Regions from separate parts of the Sus scrofa genome. Here region 2 is linked to region 1. A link is a contact called in public HiChIP or PLAC-seq data. All regions are on one chromosome and are shown on one strand. Each heading gives the region's core, a stretch centred on a gene start, on an enhancer-like site or on the middle of the called end of the contact. The rest is flanking DNA. Distances are from core to core; before and after follow the strand shown.

Evidence for each region. HiChIP or PLAC-seq counts read pairs in DNA pulled down with a chosen protein or histone mark.
Region 2: a contact with region 1 is called in an H3K27ac HiChIP or PLAC-seq map of alveolar macrophages. The contact joins two enhancer-like sites. A contact is called at or near these places in 2 of 2 datasets of contacts at active chromatin or transcription factors (alveolar macrophages and skeletal muscle).

The regions. Positions count from the first base shown.
Region 1 is chr6:153,404,994-153,409,851 of Sscrofa11.1, reverse strand. No RefSeq gene overlaps it. Among named protein-coding and RNA genes, the nearest start is that of FGGY, 190 kb to the right of the region's middle. Within about 2 kb of position 3,086, at least 3 of the 83 cell types and tissues checked have an H3K27ac peak or open chromatin away from gene starts, as enhancers often do. A contact at or near this core is called in alveolar macrophages, where this site is marked.
Region 2 is chr6:153,229,005-153,233,458 of Sscrofa11.1, reverse strand. The region is part of intron 2 of LOC102165506 (a long non-coding RNA gene); the gene reads right to left. Among named protein-coding and RNA genes, the nearest start is that of FGGY, 18 kb to the right of the region's middle. Within about 2 kb of position 1,543, at least 18 of the 83 cell types and tissues checked have an H3K27ac peak or open chromatin away from gene starts, as enhancers often do. A contact at or near this core is called in alveolar macrophages, where this site is marked.

The sequences.
Region 1 (4,858 bases), core at 1,837-4,336:
CTAACAATTACACACACATACACACACACACACAATGTTAAACTAATAAACAAATTCAGTAAAGTTTCAGAATACAAAACCAGTGGTGTTTCTATATACCTACAATGAACTATCCAAAAGGGAAGCTAAGAAAACAATCCCATTTCCATTAGCAATAACAACAAGAATAAAATAAAATACGTAAGGATTAACCTAAGAGGTGAAAGACTTATGCACTTAAAATTACGAAACACTAATGAAGGAAATTTTAAAAGATATAAATAAGTGGAAGCACATCCATGTCCATGAATTAGAAGAATTAATACTGTTAAAATGTCCATACTACCCAAAGCAATCTATAGACTCAATGCAATCTCTACCAAAACCCAATGGCATTTTTCACAGAATTTAAAAAAAAAATCCTAAAATTTATGTGGAACTATAAAAGACCCTTAACAGCAAAAGCAATCTCAAGCAAGAATAAAGCTGGATGCATCACACTTCCTGACTTAAAACTACATTACAAAGCTATAGTAATCAAAACAGTATGGTGCTGGCATAAAAACAGACATATAGAAAAATAGAACAGAATAGAGAACCTGGAAATAAACATATGCAATTACAGGCAACAGATCTTCAACAAGGGTGCCAAATCATACAATGGGGAAATAAGAGACTCTTCAACAAATGGTTTTGGGAAAACTGGATAGTCACATGCAAAAGGAAAAGAAGTTGGACCCCAATTTTATATCATACACAAAAATCAACTCAAAATTGATTAAAGTCTTAAACAGAAAATTTGAAACCATAAAACTCGTAGAAGAAAACGTAGCGAAAAGCCTTATTGACATTGATATTGGCAACATTTTTTAAAATATGGTGCCAAAGCACAGGTGAAAACCAAAAATAGATGAGTGGGACTAAATCAAACTAAAAAGCTTCTAAAGAGCAAAGTAAACAGTCAACAAAATGAAAATGTAATTGATAGAATGTGAATAAATATTTGTAAATCATATATCCAAAAAGAGTTAATATCCAAAATATATAAGGAACTCCTACAACTCAGTTCCAAAAATACAAATAAATTATTTTTAAATGGGCGAAGGCTCAGCGGGTTAAGGATCTGACATTGCCATGAGCTGTGGTGTAGGTTGAAGCCAAGGCTCAGATCCCACATTGCTGTGGCTATGGCGTAAGCTGGCAGCTGTAGCTCTGATTTGACTCCTAGCCTGAGAACTTTCATATGCCAGGGGTACAGCCCTAAAAAACAAAAAGAAAAGGAAAGGAAAAAAAAAGAAAGGGGGCAAAGGACTAAATATACTTCTTAGAAGAAGGTCAAACAGCCAACAGGTATATGAAAAGGTGCTCAACATGTCTAATCATCAGGGAAATGCAAATGAAAACCTCAATGGAATATCACCTCACACTTGTTAGAATAGCTACTATAAAAGAGACAAAAGATAACAAGCATTGGGAAGGATGTGAAGACATAGGAACTCTTGTGCACTTTTAATGGGAATGGTAATTGGTGCAATCATTAAGGAAAACATGGAGAATTCTCAAAAAATTAAAAATAGAACTACCATACGATCTAGCAATCACACTTCTAGATATATCACCAAAGGAATCAAAATCAGGACCACAAAGAGATAACTGCACTCCCACGTTCACTGCAGTAGTAATTACGACAGCCAAGATAGGGATCAATCTAAACGTCCTTCAACAGATGAATGGATAAAGAAAACCAACTGTACATATATAAATACACAATGGAATATCATTCAGCCTTAAAAGAAGGAAGAAAACCTTGTGATTTTCAACATCATGGATAAAGAACTAAAGGACATTATGCTAACGTGAAAAAAGCAAGACAAAGAAAGAAACACTGCATGATTTTTTTTTTTTTTTTTTGGTCTTTTTAGGGCCGCAGCCACAACATATGGAAATTCCCAGGCTAGAAGTTGCATCGGAGCCGTAGCCACCAGCCTACACCACAGCTCATGGCAATGCTGGATCCTTGACCCACTGAGCAAGGCCAGGGATCGAAACCACATCCTTATGGTTATTAGTTGGTTTCGTTACCACGGGGCCACAATGGAAACTCCACACTACATAATCTTAAATGTAGAATAAAAAAATTGTCATACTCATAAAAACAGAGAGTAGGTCAGTGGTTGCCAGGAGTTGCGGGGGGAGGAGGAAACAGGGTGATGTTGGTCAAAGGGCACAGAGTTTCAGTTATCTAAGATGAGTAAGTTCTGGAGATCTAATGTGCGTGGGGTAATGACAGCACTGTTGTACTCTACAGTAGACTCACATTTTGCTCAGAGGATAAATCTTAAATGCTTTTAACACACACACATGGTAACTATGTAGAAATGATAAAATGAACTGTTTTATGGTGATCACCCCCACAACATTATAAATATATCAAAATATCAAGTTGCACATCTTAAATATATACACTCCATATGACAATAATATCTCAATAAAGCTGTTTAAAAATGCTAAGCCTTGCAATCAGGAAAAGAGCAGAGCTACGTGTTATCAACGTGACCATGAGGATGACCCTTCACCCCTGTGAATCCTAACTTCTGTATCTGTGAAATAGGGATGGTAAACCTCTACTGAAGATGGTCATTGTGGGGGATGCCATATGTTGGGCATGTCATAGGTTAAAATGTCTTATGTAGAGACTGTTTAATTTGATATCATTCATTTAACAAATATTTTTAGACACGCTCTATAAAAGTTAGTGTTCTCTTTTTTTCTTGCCAAACCTCAGATGCCTCTGATTCATGACTTCTCCCATTCGTGTTCCTCAGGGTCACTTCCCTACACATTCACTTTTCCTCGCCCCCTTTTGCTCCCTCAAAACCCTTGACTGTCACAACATTAAGATGACAGCACTCAGCACAATACCTCACACTTGTCTGCATTCAATAATCACCTGTCGACTGTCCAGCCTCCTCTGCTCGCTAATTTCTCACTCTTGGCCTTTTCTGGTTCTTTACCTCCTCTGAAGACCTTTGCTGCCCAGTGCCTCATGACTGCGACAAAATATCCAGACAAAAATGCAGAAGAAAGGAAAAAGAAGACACTTTCCACCCACCCCATGGCTTCCTTCTATTTTCGAGGCCAGTGACACTAACAAGAGCTTCCCTTTAACCTTGGCCAGCTGGAGCCCTATCAGCCCTATCAGCTACCCTGGCTGGCAGCTAACACCCATTAGCAGTTGATTAAGCGGTAATTAGGGAGCCCAGTTAGGGTTATTAGCATTTCTACACTCCCATTTGTAAATCATAATTGGCTTGAGTGAGATGCAGAAGCAGCTGGTATGGGGAGATCCAGTCTGCAAATTCAGCCACAGCTCACACTACAGTACCTGCTAGGAATTCTTGGGAACCTCCTTAGGCCAGATAGTTCCTATATCCCCACCTGCCCACCTCCTACCCCACTACATGCAACACTATTCCCCAAACCTCTGGATCTCTCCTACAGTACAGACATTCAAATGTCTTCTCTTCTAAGAAAGGGCCTGGCCATATTGGCCTAGTGAAGAGAAGAGAGATTTGGAGTTAGACCTGGGTTGAAAACCCAGCTCCTGCCCTTACTAGTTCGGTGACCTGGAACAAGTCATTTAACCTCTGTATCAGTTTCATTATTGAAAAACACTCTTGTCTTGATGGAAGAATTTGTATTAATAGAAGAATTTGTATTAATTTTCTGGCAAATCAAAAGGATATTTGATGATAAAAAGATCAGTGTTTGCCCAGGTCCAGAGGAAAGGAGAGAGAGATGAATGGGTGGAGCATAGGGGATTTTTAGGGCAGTGAAACTCTTCTGTAAGGTATTGCAATGATATTATGCATTTGTCAAAAGACATAGTATGTGCAACCTGAGTGAACCCTGATATAAACTATGGGCTTGAGTAAGGAATAATGTAATATTGGTTCATCAGTTGTAACGAGAGTACCATATTAATGCAAGATGTTAATGTTAAAAGACAAACTACATCACGTTACAAATCTTAAGTTTATTGGAGAGAAACACCTCTTCTAACAGTGTGGTGCCAAATTGGAAATGGTCAGAAAGGCTCCAGCAACAGGAGCTGGGGGATGGAAGCGGGCGGGACTTTCACAGAGAAGGCACAGAAGCAAAGCAAGGGAATTATTTGACTCGCTATGGCTTTAGTGATTGCCTTATTTGGGGGAGCCCAGCTGGCCAGTTGTGATTGGTTGTCTTCTGGTTTCAAGTTCTTAGCCTTCATTTATAGGTTAGGTTTGGCTTTGCTTAAGTAGGCTGCCACAGCCTTAGAACCACCTCCATCTAAGGACCTCTTTGTCTAATTAACTGAACATTAATAATAGGGGAAACTCTGTAGGCGGGGGAAGAGGTATTTGGGAACTTAGTTTTTTCTGTAAACCTAAAACTGCTCTAGAAGATAAAGTCTATTCATTTTTTTAAAAGCGTTTTTGACGGATTATTCTTTATTCAAAGTTGCCTAATCCAGTTGTGCTTGAACTTTAAAAATGTACATGTGAATCATCTGTAGGTGACACTGTCTGGCCAGGGGAGGGCCTGAGAATATGCATTTTTAACACGTGAGGCTGCTGCTCCGTGACCTCACTTGGAGTTCCAGGCTCCAGACTGATAATCACTGCCTCAGTAAAGAAACTGGGAAAGAGCTCAACAAAGGTGCTCAATAAAGTGGGACAAATGTTAATATGGTTCTTCCCGGCCACACTTTAGGCCTGGAGAGGACCCAACAACTGGTCCCCCATTAGCTAAATGATACCCCAAACTTCAGGGACTTAGCACTTAAATAACGACGAGGTCCAATTTAAGAATAGAAGTGTCAGATAAAATACCAGGCTCT
Region 2 (4,454 bases), core at 294-2,793, 170 kb after region 1:
CCTCAAACAACAGTAAATAATATGCCAAACATCAGAAATTAATAATCCTATAGTAGGCCCATTAGATAGTGCTCCAACATAACACTGAAAGAACACACAGCTAACACGTTATTTAAGTTTTTGATAATTTTCCTTACTAGGACCTACACTAGATCTCACCTTTTTCTAAAAGCTTTTTGGAGGCTGAAAAAAAAATATATAAGCACAAATGGAGGATGAGTGAAGCTTCTGTTTCAGTGACAGACAGTCGGAGAGAGACATTAAGGGAGGTGCTATTCTAGCACCTTCAAACCACATAATGTAATCACCAGCCTCCTTCTTGTATTGAGGCCATCATTTAGCAAAATTGATGGTTTGCAGATACTATATGGGTTAGAAACTGACTGAGTATTTTTCCTTGGGAAATAATGGCACTCAATAATGAGGATGATGTTGGGGGAATGGCCTGAAGATTGGGTTTTCAGACCCTCAAAGTTTTTATGAGCATGTGATATATTTAAGGAAGAAGTTATTTGTATGGAAAAAGCAGACAGGGCCTGGACTAGGAATCTTTTTTCAAGCCACCATTGCCTAGTTGAATCATAATACTTGTTTTCCTGATCTGCGAAATGGGGCTAATAGTACTTAACTTTCCTACTCAGGGAGAGCTTTGGAAATGTAGAGTTCTGCTTCCATGAGAAGGATTAGGAGTTCCCGTCGTGGTGCAGTGGTTAACGAATCCGACTGGGAACCATGAGGTTGCGGGTTCGATCCCTGCCCTTTGCTCAGCGGGTTAACAATCCGGCGTTGCCGTGAGCTGTGGTATAGGTCGCAGACGCGGCTCGGATCTTGCGTTGCTTTGGCTCTGGCATAGGCTGGCAGCTACAGCTCCGATTTGACCCCTAGCCTGGGAACCTCCATATGCCACGGGAGCGGCCCAAGGAATGGCAAAAAGACAAAAAAAAAAAAAAAAAAAAAAAAAAAAAAAAAACCAAGAGAAGGATTACTAGTGGGTTCACACTGTGGCGCAGTAAGAATCCCTCTACAGCAGCTCATGTCGCTGTGGAGGTACAGGCTCCATCCCTGGCCAGGCTCAGTGGGTTAAAGGATCCAGTGTAGCTACAGCTACAGCGTAGGTCTCAGCTGTGGCTGGGATGCAATCCCTGGCCTGGGAACTTCCATATGCCACTGGTGTGGCCATAAAACAAACAAACAAAAATACTGATGCTGCTGTTGCTACTACTACTACTACCACTACCATCACCACCCATCTGAGGACACAAATGAGGGAGAGGAAGAAATCCATTCTAGTGAGTTGTTGGGCCAATGCAGCCCCACCCAGGTGGCTGGACTAGAAGTTTATAGTGCTGCTGACTATTACCCATGGAATTGCCTGAGTGAACAGGATGTTTTGACATATATTGACAGGAAATCCCCTCTTCACCCCAGCAGTGACTCAGAGGGACTCAGAAAAACCAAAAGTTATCTGGGGAGGGGGTGGGGAAGTCTCCTGAGCCTTTAAGGAGATCTAGAGAAGAACCAGTCCTCAGAAGAGAGAGGAAGTGCTACTGCAGGCTTTTGAATCACAGGGGATTGGATTAAATCCTGACTCTGCCACTGTGTGGCCATGTGACAGCAGGAAAGCTTCCTATCCTCTCTGAGTTTCAGTGTCCTCACTCATAGAATGAAGATAATAATACCCATCTCAAAGAGTTGGTGGGAGATTTGAAACTGGAGATGGAAAAAAAAAAAATCAGAGAGTTCTTTAGAGTAGGTGGTCAAGGAAAACCCCAAATCATTGTCAACAGAGCAGCTAAAGGCATGGTGATGGTGTCAACAACAGAATAGTAATTCCTTTTACTCAGCAGTGAAAGGAATAAACTATAGTGATCTGACCAGGCGGACTGAATCTCTGTAATACAATAAACGCAAACATGTGTGTGCATATGTGTGTGCATACTGTCTATTAAAAGAAAGGAATAACCATTGCAACAGTTAAGAGTTTGAAAAGCAGTTAACTTGCTTGGGTTAATGCCAAGGTTCCAGTGCTAATGCTTGGTGGCAGGTTCAACAGTATTTTATGTGACTATTAATAATGATGATGGGTGTTTACTCATAGCTAACATGAGGAGAGTGTATCATGAACCAAGGATTACAACTGATGCAGTTTGGTGCAACAGTAACACTCAATGGGCACTCAACACACCTTCCTGTCTCCTCGTCTCCTTTCTAACCATCTTCTTCCTCTGGAATTTTTTTTTAATAAGAGCAAAACATTTCTTCTCTGATATATTTGTTTTCAATCACACTGTATGTACAGTCCTTTGTCCCAGACGTCTTTAATTAAAACTAACCATTATTGGTATTGCTATGCTTAATTGTTTCCATCTTCGGTAACCATTTTACTATACAGTTGCCTGCTTCTCTTTTCTATGATGTCTTTTCTAAATTCTATTTCACACTCACATTTGTAATATAATCAGGGGGAAATATAACAAGATATTCCTATAATTGAAAGGAAAATGCTACCTGTGGACAAGATAAAGCCAAGACTTCAAAGCCGACATATAAGGCCTCCTGTAGGTCTCAGAACAAACTCAAATTCACCCCTCAGCATACCTTCCTTCCAATCAAACCGAGAGTCTCACCATTGCCCCAACACACAGCCACCATTTACACCCCCATGCCATAACCTTCTTGAATGCCTTCACGACTATTTTTTTTTCTCTCAAAAAATTCTTGCTCTTCTTTCAGAACCATTCTTAAATGCCACTTCCCCTACAAAGCCTGCCTGAGCACCCCCAAGAAGGCTGTTGCTACCTCTTCTACGAGCCTACATTACTTGAAAAATTCCAGTACATTAGCCCTTAATGCACAGCTATTTTAATTATATCTTCACAGGTGGTTGCCCTGCCACTTGTGAGGAGGAACTCAACCTAGTTCACCCCAGATGTGTCTGGCACATTGCATACAAGAAAAGAAAAATGTGTAAGAGTGGGGAGTTCCCTTCGCCGCTCAGTGGTTAACGAATCCGACTAGGAACCATGAGGTTGCGGGCTCCATCCCTGGCCTTGCTCAGTGGGTTAAGGATCTGGCATGGCTGTTTGCTGTGGTGTAGGTCGCAGACTCAGCTTGGATCTGGTGTTGCTGTGTCTGTGGCGTAGGCCGGTGGCTGCAGCTCCGATTAGACCCCTAGCCTGGGAACCTCCATATGCCGCAGGTGCAGCCCTGGAAAAGACAAAAAAAAAAAAAAAAAAAAAAAAAAAAAAGTCTAAGAGTGACCTAGTCAGAGATGGTTGTATCAAATATTTCATGGCTCCTCGACTCACAGGTAATTCTTCAGTTGTGGTGTGGTGTTGACTGAGACTGCTATGGAGATCAAGTGTCCAGCCAGGGAGGTCTCTTGGAGAAGGAGTTTATCAGGAACCTTGAAGGATCAGGAATATTGGAAAGGGGGTATCTCCTCTGTGGACTCCATCCATCCGGAGTTGCCGTCTCTCTTGATTTGCACCAAGATCCACCCCCATCCTGGTAACAGCGCTCCCGTGAGTTCTAATAAGGGAGATTTCTAATAAGGAAGATTACTCTCTTGTGAGAGAGTTTCACAGGAAACAAACAAACACTTGTGGACACAGCTTTGGGTGGCCTGGAAACCATTTCCAGAGGGAAAAGTTGTAAGCTATTTTCATGTTACTCCTATTTGGTGAAATATGTTCCGTCTTCTGAAAGTGTGCATGGATGGACGGGAAGTTGGTGTAACTGAACTCAAATTACAAATGAAGTCAGATAGTAAATGTTATTGCTGTCCCTGGCAAGTGACAGGTTCTACTACTCTGGGATCTGTGTCTACAGGCTATCAGCTACTTCAGCCTATCAAGAAAAAATAGGACAATAGTGTCTAAGGAACAGGATTTGGAACTACACCTGGGCTCAAGCTCATGTTTCATACATTTAGCCAAATATCCTTGGACAAGTTACTCAACTTTTGTGATCATTTAGTTTGTCCCAGATGACATGGGCAGAAAATAACATTTACTTCATAGGATTTTCATAAGATTAAATGAGATGTGAAAGCAATTAGCATATCAGAATTGTCCAATACATGGTAGCGACTACTATTATTTAAACTCTGAGTTTGTTTGCTTCAAGAAAGAAAAAAGTGAGGGGCGGTCAATTTTACCTAGGTTAAATGAGGAAGCATTCAGTAAAATTTTTTTAGAATCATGTTTAGCAGGAGGGTCAGCATTCACTGAAAATCTGAATCAAGAAGAACGCTTAAAATGAGTAAGTTGATCTAGGATCTCTTATTTTTTTCCTCAGATGAAGTCAGAGACCTCTAACAATCTCAAACATCTATGAAGCATTTCACCAGGAAAAAAAAATATGCAATGTATGTATATATTTAAAATTCTAATAAAATTGTAGTGACACTTCAAATTCTATTTAAAAATAGAGTATTTGGATCCCCGGCTTTA